Linked DNA regions of Sus scrofa: all the other regions are linked to region 2. The links are chromatin contacts, called in public Hi-C and HiChIP or PLAC-seq maps. All regions are on one chromosome and are shown on one strand. Each heading gives the region's core, a stretch centred on a gene start, on an enhancer-like site or on the middle of the called end of the contact. The rest is flanking DNA. Distances are from core to core; before and after follow the strand shown. Region 1 has its middle 25 kb from the start of EPS8L3. Region 2 holds the start of AHCYL1 (adenosylhomocysteinase like 1). Region 3 holds the start of EPS8L3 (epidermal growth factor receptor kinase substrate 8-like protein 3).

Region 1 (3,083 bases), core at 413-2,912, 150 kb before region 2:
TACTGTGCCAGACCTTCCAAGTACATTATTCTATGTCATCCTCAAAACAAGGTAGGAGCTTTTTATTGCCCTTTGACACAGGAGGAAACTGAGGCACAGAGAGGGTAACCAACCTGCCCAAAGTTACACAGCTAACAAAGCTATGAACTGGGTGTATGGTCCATGTGATCTCTCACTCCGAAGTCCTTGATGCACAGATACCACCCTAAGTCTGTGTCTAGGGGTTCCCTGTGTCCACAGGGGCCTAGGAAATCTGGGCCTACAGGGAAGAGCCCAGGGTTACTGTCAGGTGCCCTGGGCATGATGGGGTTACTGTCAGGTGCCCGTCTCCCACAGCAGCTGGATTCCATTACAGCGTGGATGGCTGTCTTTAGAAAGCCACCTTCTCCTGGGCTGCAAAAGAACAGGGTGACCACAGTCAGTGAACCCTGGGGCCCCTTGAGTTCCCACTGCCCGCCCGGCAGGGTTTCACAAACCTGTTGACGTTGACAGGGCAGCCTGTGTGGAGAGGGCAGGAAGCTTGGGGCCCTGTGGTCTGCCGGCATTGCTCAGAGTTTCCTGGGCTGAGCTCTTCCTGCGGGGCCCTCTTCAGGGCTCTGCCAGCCCAGCGCCCCCTGTCCTGTGGCCCTGTCTGGCTCTGGGAGACCCAGCCTGCTGATCCCAGGGTCTCTGGAGGCCAGGAAGGCCCCATCCTCCAGGCACTGAGCCTTGGGGGAGTTTTGAGATTCTGAGGACAGCCTCAGGGTGTCTGCAGTTCCCTGGGGACCAGCTCTGTGGGCTGTGGCAGGGACGATGCCACCTGCAGTAAGGAGATCCAGACTCCACACTCAGCTCCAGTACTAAGGCTGCAACCTCAGGCAGGTGTCTTACCTCCCTGAGCCCCTTCCGTCATCTGCCTCACAGGCTGTGGAAAACCCTTGTCAATCAGGAAAATACTCCACGGTACTTTTGGTGGCCTGAGCTGAGGCTGGGTCCCCCTTTGGTCCCCTCTGGTAGAAACTCTGCCAAGTCTGGATTTCCAGGTCCCTGCAGAAAGGGGGACCAACATTCCGGGTAGAGGACAGCCTGAGCCCATGCTCGGAGTCAGGAACACACACGCACACATTGAGCTCTTTATGCCAGGAACGGTCTTAAATATTTTACATACCTCAACGCGTGTCCCTCTCTTAATATCCCTACAGTAGGTATGAGCTGGGCTCCATTTTCCAGATGAGGCCATGGAGGCCCAGAGAGTTGAAGTAACCTGCTCAAGATCGCAGAGCTGGAAGCGGGGAACTGAGTAACCCAAGCGGGCCGTGATGAGAACAGGGGCCTGCAGGCAAGGGCGGTGGGCCTGAAAAAGATGGGAGAGACATCAGGGATTTGGCCACATCTACCTTGTCCTCTGCGTTGGGGCCGGGGGCTAGTACAGCGCCTGGCTCACGGCAGGCACTCCAACACGTTCCTGAAATCAGGGCTCTGCAGGAGGTGTGACCTGGCTTGCTTGTCCAAGGACACTGATGTTTTGCACTATCCGGGGTGCTGGACTTGCTGGGTGGGGGCGCGCCAAGGGCCCTTGGGCTAAAGTCTAGATGTTTTTGCCACCTCTGGCTTGAGATCTGGTCCTGCCCAGGCCTCTCTGGGGCCAGTAGGCTCTTTCTCAGTGGGGATGCTGGACCCCCAGTGGCAGGAATTTTTAATAGTTCCTCACTTGCCCTCTGGCCTCCTCCCTCCCCTCAGACACGGGCACACTAGCTGCTGCCCTCCCTGTGGGACGGTCTTTGCTGCTGGAGCTCAGGGTCCAGGGTGGGCCAGAGATCCAGGGGGACACACACACACACACACACACGGACCTGGAAGAGTGTGTTTGCTGCCAGCAGAGGCTGCTGAGAGACCAGCCTGTGTACAGGGCTGCAGAGCTGGGGGTCTGGTGAGAAAGGAAGTTTCTGTACCTTGTGGTGCTCAGACCCCACTAGGAATGTGGCTGTGGGCCAGGATCCCTCTGGGCAGGAAAGGATGACTCGGCAGAAACGGCATCCTGACCCCACAGGATAACTGGAGCCGCTGCGTCGGGGGCAGGGGCCGAGTGGCAGGGCTGGCGAATCCATGCCCCCTCCACCTCGGCCTTCGTCTCCACCCCACCCCACCCCCCAGACCTCCTTAAGATGCTCTTCTCTGGGCTGGGGCTTTCAGACAGATTTGGGAGGGGGCCTGGGGCTGGCCTGGCCAGCTCTTCCCACTCCGAGGGATGGGGCTGAGAAACGGCGGGGAGAAAGCAACCTAACACGGAGGGGCCCGGGTCCGGCCCAGGGCAGGGGCCCAGCATGATTCAGGGTGGGGGGCACCGGCCTGGGCCTGGCACTGGGGAGTTCCAGGCCAGGAGCGCCAATTGGAAGCACATGTGTTTAGACAGGCTCGGAAACCCACAGAGCTGCTTTTCCATCCCCTGAGCCCAGCTTCTGGAAAACTAAGGCTCTTCCACAGAATCCTTAGTAGATGAGTTCCTTTGGCACCAGAGGCCCTCATGACACAAGCCAGTCACTACCGGGGACTATAATGTTCCTCCAACTGGCACCAACCTCTGCCCGCTTGCATGCCAGGCCCTGAGCAGAAGGGGAAGATGGTGATGGGGAAAATGATAGTGTCCCAGCTCCTGCCACTGCTGCTGTTAGCAGGTACCAAGCATTTCCCACCAACCATTTTTACCTGTTTACTCTCATGCATTCCTCATAAATACTCTCTGAACTAGGTCAGTACAAATCTTCTAATTTTAGAAAAGAAACCGTTTTGCAGAGGATCGAGTAACTTCCTGAGGTCGCTTGCTGAGAAGCAGAATAAGCTTCTGGGATCTGAATGATTCGTGAAACCCCTTCTTTGGCCCTGTCGGGGAAAGAGGAAGGCAGAGGGTTTGGGGTTCTGGCCTCCCGCCCTGAGTGTCACCTGGTGGCTGAGGGTCACCAGGCTTGGCCCATGGAAACACTGACCCCTTTCTGGGAGCAGTTGCAACACTGGGCGGTTTCCTGTGCAAAGCATCACAGGCTGCCCAGCATCATAGGCTGCTTGGGGGCTGGTAAGGGGGGAGGACCCTGGAATTTGGGGCTGGA
Region 2 (3,323 bases), core at 737-3,236:
AATTGTTTGTGGTGTGATGTCATCTTTCCCCTGTGGCCCACAAACCTTCATTAAAAGTTCTGCTACATGTTACGGCATTATTTTTGTGCTTGTTTTGGAATAGACGGGGCGGGGGCGGGGTGTGAAAAGGAGAAAGAACTGTGTTCCACGTCTGAATTGACGGCAGGAACTAAAGAAACAGCCACAAGACCAGAAGAGTGACTAAAACTTCAGATGAGGCAGAAACTAAAGCCAGAGGTAGCCTTGAAAATCTAAGTCCCCCCAATAATCCACAGAAATCCGGGGGCAAAGGGGGCGCACTGGACTTTCCACAGGACGTGGGAGTTTGAGCCAATGTCATCTGAATGTCAAAGGACAAGCTACCTCAGCTGACATTGCCTCACCAGCTGAACTAAGTCTTACAAAACATAAAACGCATTACACACAACAGTACTGTCCAGGGCCGTAGCACAGGGGTGGCACATAGTTGAGCCCAGGAAAAGCATGTGAATAGTTCATGAATGCCCTGGTGGTGCACTGGAAGCTGGTGAAGTGTAATGTTTGGGGCTGAGGAGAAGCAGGGGGGTGGCCAATGATGTCTCTTTCCCACCCCCACCTCTCCTGCTCTCCAGCCCCTGACCCATAGCCCTATTCCATCAGCTCTGCCATATGAAGGTAGTGAACTGAGGTTTGGCGCTTGCCGTCATCCTCTACATGGATTACAGCTGCTGACCCGAAGCACCCTCTGAGCGGAGCTCAGGGTGGAGATCAGGAGTGAGGCACTCTGGGAAAACTGGAAGAACAGGTCTTCAGATACATTATTTTTAGGAGAAGATTTTATGTGCCTAATTCTTGCACCTCCTCGTATCTGGAAAAACTCTAAAATCCTTCAGGGTGGTGTCTGCTCCTTGGGACTAGTAGTGACCTTCAAGAGGCCAGCAAGAAACTTGTGTAAATGTGTGTGCATGGCCGTATGCACCTCCCCCTTCACCTTAATTGCATATATCCTGCTATTCTCCCTTTCCCCTTCTGAAATACCACCCACCCCACGCCCCACCAGGCTGTACTTCAGTGGACAGAAGAAGAGATGTCACAGTGACCTGTGAAGAATGCAGCCACCTCTAGTAGTCACCTCCAAGGGTGAGCTGGTGAGCCCCCAAGGGCTATGAAAACTCAGGATACTGGGCCCCTAAAGCTGAGGTGCATATCAAGGGCATGATTTCAGTGAGCCCAGACTACTTTTGTTCCTGCAATCTGCTCTTTGTAGCAAAAACGCCTATATATCTCACCTAGCTCCCCCCTCACCTCCTTAGAGCGGTTTCTCAGGGCTACCTGAGATGCTGTCCCCGGGGCTTACGTCTGAATTTTGCCCCAAATAAAACTTAACTCTCAACTTTCAGGCTGAGCATTTTTTTTAAGTCGACAAGGTCTTGTAAACAAGCAAGGCCCAGGAGAGACCGGGGCAGGCGAGGTCACAAAGGGCGGTGAAGACACCACACTGCTCTGGGGACCCTTCTGGCCACCCTTAAAGTCTCAAAGTAGCAGCCCCTTGAAAAGGGGCTTGTGGTTCAAAGGGCCTGGGTGGGAGCAGTGAGTGAGTGGGCTACAGCTCGGGCCCCAGAAGTTTCCTAGGACTGGCTCTAGGCTGTGTACTGCAAGGCTCTGGTCCTTGCTCCCAAGCATCCCTCACCCTTCTGAGGCCTTGCCTGGGATCCCGCGCCCTCCAAAGACCCCGCCTCACACACCCCGCCGCCTGTTCCTCGGCATCCTTGCAGGAACCACGCGCCACTCACAGGGCGGATGGCGCCACCTGGCGACGCGAAGGGTCCAGCTCCCCGCAGAAGCTTCATCACCCGCGAGCTAGGAGGAAAGGGCTGGCTTCTGGCGGCCCAGTCCAAAGTGGTGACGTCATGACAGAGCGCCGTTTCTCCACGCCTCTCCCCCGCCCGCCTGGAGCTGCCAGTACCCGACGTGGCGTCACCGCCCTCTACCCTTACTTTGCGTGCGTATTTGCGTGCGGCGGAGGTGGCGGCGCGGGCTGGTCGGAGCTCCGGGTTGCTGATTCTGGCGCTCCTGTGGCCGCCGTAGCAGTCCCGCTGCCTTGGACCGCCGAGCCGACGAGGCGCCGGCTCCAGCACCTCGGCACCGGCCGCAGCTCGGCGCGGGGCCCGGCGGGAGGGTGGGCGAGCGCGTGTCCGAGGGCGCCGCGCGGGCGGGCGGGCGGGCGCCCGTGAGGGAAAGAGGCGGGGGTGGTGGGGCAGCCGCGGGCCGGGCCGGCCGGGGGATGTCGATGCCTGACGCGATGCCGCTGCCCGGTGTCGGGGAGGAGCTGAAGCAGGCCAAGGAGATCGAGGACGCCGAGAAGTACTCCTTCATGGCCACCGTCACCAAGGCGCCCAAGAAGGTGCGGGGGCTCTGGGTGGCGGCGGGGGTACGGGCGGGGGCCTCGCGGAAGGGGCGCGAGCGAGCCCCGAGTCCGGGCTCCAGCAAGTTCGGGACTTCAGGGGCGAGGTTTGAGGGACCCGGGACGGCGGAGGTCGTGTAAGGGGTGGCGGGTGAGCGGCCCCAGGCCTATCCCCAGCTGGAAAGGCCGCCCCTGACCTCACTTTCCTTTGTCCCTCGGCCCTAATCCTTCGGGATCTTTTCGAAACCCGGCAGGGCCGGGCCTTAAATTTGCGGCTGACTTTTCTTGGCTGAAGGGCCTCGGAGACGGGACTGGGAGGGGGTGAACCAATTCAGTTGACCCCGGTGACCAGCCCCAGGGGATGAGAGTGTACGGGAAATCTCCCGTCAAGTGAGTGGGTAAATCTGATAGTGTTTCTTTGGGCACATCTTTGGGAGCTGTGGTCGGTTTATCCAACAACTACGTGTGATCTTGGAGGCAAGATGAAAAAATGCGTGGAGCTAGCTCTTGTATGCAGGTGAAAACTGTGAGGGCAAATTGAAATTGAAAAGAAAACTTTGATTTTCATCTTCTGTGGTCATCGAGTTGCTTCGACGTATGTAAGAAATTAACATTTGGAGGTTGGTGATAGACACTGTCATGGATACAGGTTGATCGTAGAGTCATGCCCATAGATCACTGAGACATCCCTAAAGAAAGGAGCCTGGGTGGGTTGGAGGGGTGGGAGGTAAGGAACGATTGCTCATTCTTAACTGCACTTAGGAGGCAGAACAAGTTTAGTCTCTTGTGCTGTGGGTTGAGCTCTAAGGACGTCTTTCGCATTCTCTTTTCGTGGAAGATTAAATGGCAACCTTTGGAGGTTTGAATCTAACCAACTCTCTGAGCGGCTGAATTAGGATCCCTAGTACTTTCTGAGCATTGCTGCCGAATAGTCCTTGAC
Region 3 (3,118 bases), core at 333-2,832, 180 kb before region 2:
AAGGAGGGTCTAGAAGACGTTTATGTTGACACGGAAGGGAGGTAAATGCGGTGCGTGCGTGTGCGCGGGGTGGAGCAGGAGTCGGTGGAGCGTGAGGGTCAGGGGCGTGTGTGACTTCCACGAGATGTGTGTGCATCATGACCAGGGTGTCGGTGGTGTGAGTGTCTGGGCATCTGCGTGGTGCATCTGAGTTGTCCAGAAACCTTGGAATATCCCGGGCAAAGTGTCAGAGAACAGCCCACACCCCTATTACGAGGACTGCTATGAAAATAGCAGAGGAGCTGATAAGGTGACTCAGTGTTGGGGAAATGAGTTGCTAGTAAACAATTCAGGGACCGTGGAGGGGCGGCCGGGTTTCTGCTTCCGTTGTTTGGAAGGATCCCTGTCCTCTCCAAGGGTACGGGGTTCCCAAAGCCTGCCCCCACCACCCGCAGCTCCACCTCTCAGGCTGCAGCACTTCCTGCTTCTAGATCCAGAAGACAGAGAAACTGTGCTCTGCTGAGGTTGGCACCTCTCCCTACCCACCAGTGCCCCCCCCCACACACCCACTCCAGGATGGTCCCTGTGGGTCTCTGTGGCAAGTCCAGGAAAACATCTGCGCTCAAGAGTCTGCCAAGGAGACAGGGGATGGGGAGACCCTCAAGGTGGCAGAGGGGCGATGGGGGATGAGAGGTGGGGGGGAAGTGGGGGCTGACTCTGGTCTGCCTTGCCCCTGGGAACGGGGGCTGTAGCAGCCCGATTTCCCCAAATTTAGGAGCTTGGAGCAGGGAAAGAGTTCATGTCTGCATCACAGACCCTGAGAGAAGCAGCCCAGAGATACTCTGGAGCCCTCCTCTCCGGCTGGCTCACCCGAGGCTGAGCCCCAAGCCCGTCTTGGGCTTCCTCCTTCTGGCTACATCTGAGAATGGGCTGGAGACCCTGGCCTGGGAAGCCACTGAGTTGCCTCCAAAGCCCTGGGATCCCCCAAGGCTCGGCTGGGCCCTGATCTTCCTGAGGGCCAGGCCCTTACCTGGGTTCCAGTGGGGACTGGTGGCTGGTCCCCTGAAGGAGCAGGTGTCTGAGCCGGTGGTCTGGGGCTCCGGATGGGAAGGCAGTGGCTTCTCCGCTAGTGGCGTGGCCGCAGGTAGAGGTCCTGTGATCCAGCGAGCCCTGATGGAGCAGGCAGGCCTTATGGTGGTGAGGCCCTGAGGAAGCCACACCTGTGCTCTTTGGACTCTGGCGGGGGGGTGAGGGGAGGGTGGAAGGGAGGCCTCCTAGGCCACCACCTGCCCAGCGCCAAAGCCTGGGGCCCGTGGCAGTGCCTGTGCCGATGGGTGTTCCAGGCTTAACCAGAGACCCCTGCTTCCCAGCTTCTTCCTCTGCTTGCCTCTGGCATTAGTGTGAGGGCCCCGCTTCCCCCTGCCTCCTGGGTACCTCCTCTGAGACCCCAGATCAGCATCAGGCACGAGGGCGGAGACCAAAAGAAGAGGGCACCCGGGCTGGGCCAAGCCCAGCTTCTGCGGTCAGGGCCCAGGTGGGGGGCGGCTGCAGGTGGACCCCAGCCTGGGGCAACCGAAGGCTGGCGTGTGTGCCGGTGCGTGCGGCACATGTGAGTGTGTGATCGTGTGTGCCCAGGTGGTGCCTGTGAGCAGCAGGTGGATCTCATAGGAGGAGACGGGCGCTGAGGGCTGGGACTGCCGTGGGCATGACACACAGCGCTGAGATTTCTTCCTGGCAGAGCCCGCCTCATCCCACCCTTTCTTCTGTCCCCTCGGACCCGGCAGGGAGCCCCCTCCCTCGCCATTCTTTCCCTTCCTCTCAAGGGCATTTCCTTCCCTCCCCACCCTTCCCCATGCCCTCTGGCCTCTGGCTGAGCCTGGGTGGCTTCAGCAGAGATGAGAAAGCGAGGCCCGCCCCGTCCCAAGCCTCGTACTTCGTGTTATCTGAAAGCTCGGCACCCAGGCTGCCTGCCCTCTGGGGGCTCACAGTCCCACAAGGGAGGCAGGTTATAAACAGAAGCCACGGGGGCAAAGCAGGAGGGAGGGAGGGAAGTGCCTGTGTTCGAGGGGTGGTGGGTCTCCGGCCCCGGGAGGGTTAGGATCTGCGAAGGGGAGTCCTGGGGTCTGGGAACAGAGCCTGTGCCCGTCAGCCTCAGCTTCCTGTGCCATCCCAGGAGACCTCAGCCGGCTCCCCTGCCCCACCCCCATCCCAGCCCACACTGCCCTGGGTGGACTGGAGTCCAGGGTGGGACCCTGGCCGGGGGCCTGCCTCACCTGAGAGGGTCCACAGAGCAGCCGCTTTAGGAGCCCAGGGATCAGGTGCCTGCGGGGCCAGCCCCCACCGTGGCCTCCTGGAACCAGCCCTCCTGACCTCCCTGGCTGTTCTGCTCCCTGGAACACAGGCTCTCAGTCCTTCAGCCTCTTTCAGGATAGGACAGCCCGGGTGCCCCGCTGTGACTGTTGTCCCTGCCCAGCTGAGGCCAGGCCCTGTCCTTCCCCCAGCCTGTCCCTGGGTCCGCATCCTGCATCTGCAGGGTCCGATAGGAAGCGGTGGAAGGAGCCCTCTGCAGCTTGGGTGGGGCTGGGCCTGGGGCTTCGTCAGCACGAGGCATTGTGGAACCACTCCAGGGAAGAGGGGCATTGGGAAGGCTGGAGGTGCCAGGCCCCAGGGATTGGGGGGCCAAGGCTGATGCTTCTGCACAAAGAAAGTTCAAGTGTCAAAGCAGTTCTTTGTCTGGGGCACCCGGAGCCAGGACACAGGTGGAAGGGGAAGGAATTAGGGACTCAGGAGGCATCTCCTTGAATGATGAGCCTGTGCAGCCCAAGGCACTTCATTCATTCATTCGTCCGTTCATTGTTAGAGTCATTCATTCTCTATACGGAGGGCTTCCTGTCTGCCAGGCACTACGCTCCATCCTAGGAGACACACTGGAAATCAGCTGAGTTCAGCATCTCCCTCCAAACCCCTTAGCCCCTCCTCCCGCCCTCCCAGCTCAGCAAAGACACCAGCACCAGCCAAACGTCCAAGCCAGGCATGGGTACCATCCGTGTCTTCCCTCAGCCCCTATCCCTGGCCCATCACCCATCCTGTGAGTCCCCCCACACCGTGCCCCCCACCTTAGCAAATTCCTACAGACCCG

What was found. A called contact is a pair of places that touch in the nucleus more often than the background predicts. HiChIP or PLAC-seq counts read pairs in DNA pulled down with a chosen protein or histone mark.
Region 1: a contact with region 2 is called in a Hi-C map of embryonic fibroblasts, with 4 times the contacts expected there. The contact joins the enhancer-like site here to the promoter of AHCYL1 in region 2. A contact is called at or near these places in 4 of 5 promoter capture datasets (fetal skeletal muscle, liver and skeletal muscle), 25 of 47 Hi-C or Micro-C datasets (adipocytes, adipose tissue, alveolar macrophages and 15 more) and 2 of 2 datasets of contacts at active chromatin or transcription factors (alveolar macrophages and skeletal muscle).
Region 3: an H3K27ac HiChIP or PLAC-seq map of alveolar macrophages shows a contact between it and region 2. The contact joins the promoter of EPS8L3 here to the promoter of AHCYL1 in region 2. A contact is called at or near these places in 3 of 5 promoter capture datasets (fetal liver, fetal skeletal muscle and liver), 17 of 47 Hi-C or Micro-C datasets (blood, fetal heart ventricle, fetal liver and 6 more) and 2 of 2 datasets of contacts at active chromatin or transcription factors (alveolar macrophages and skeletal muscle).

What each region holds. Positions count from the first base shown.
Region 1 is chr4:110,284,835-110,287,917 of Sscrofa11.1, reverse strand. No RefSeq gene overlaps it. Among named protein-coding and RNA genes, the nearest start is that of EPS8L3, 25 kb to the left of the region's middle. Within about 2 kb of position 1,662, at least 21 of the 83 cell types and tissues checked have an H3K27ac peak or open chromatin away from gene starts, as enhancers often do. A contact at or near this core is called in adipose tissue, alveolar macrophages, embryonic fibroblasts and 2 more, where this site is marked.
Region 2 is chr4:110,131,489-110,134,811 of Sscrofa11.1, reverse strand. AHCYL1 (adenosylhomocysteinase like 1) reads left to right here and starts at 1,986. Exons shown (of 17, transcript NM_001201381.1): 1 at 1,986-2,383. The coding sequence starts at 2,264.
Region 3 is chr4:110,309,997-110,313,114 of Sscrofa11.1, reverse strand. EPS8L3 (epidermal growth factor receptor kinase substrate 8-like protein 3) reads right to left here and starts at 1,582. Exons shown (of 19, transcript XM_021090056.1): 1 at 1,414-1,582; 2 at 1,010-1,149.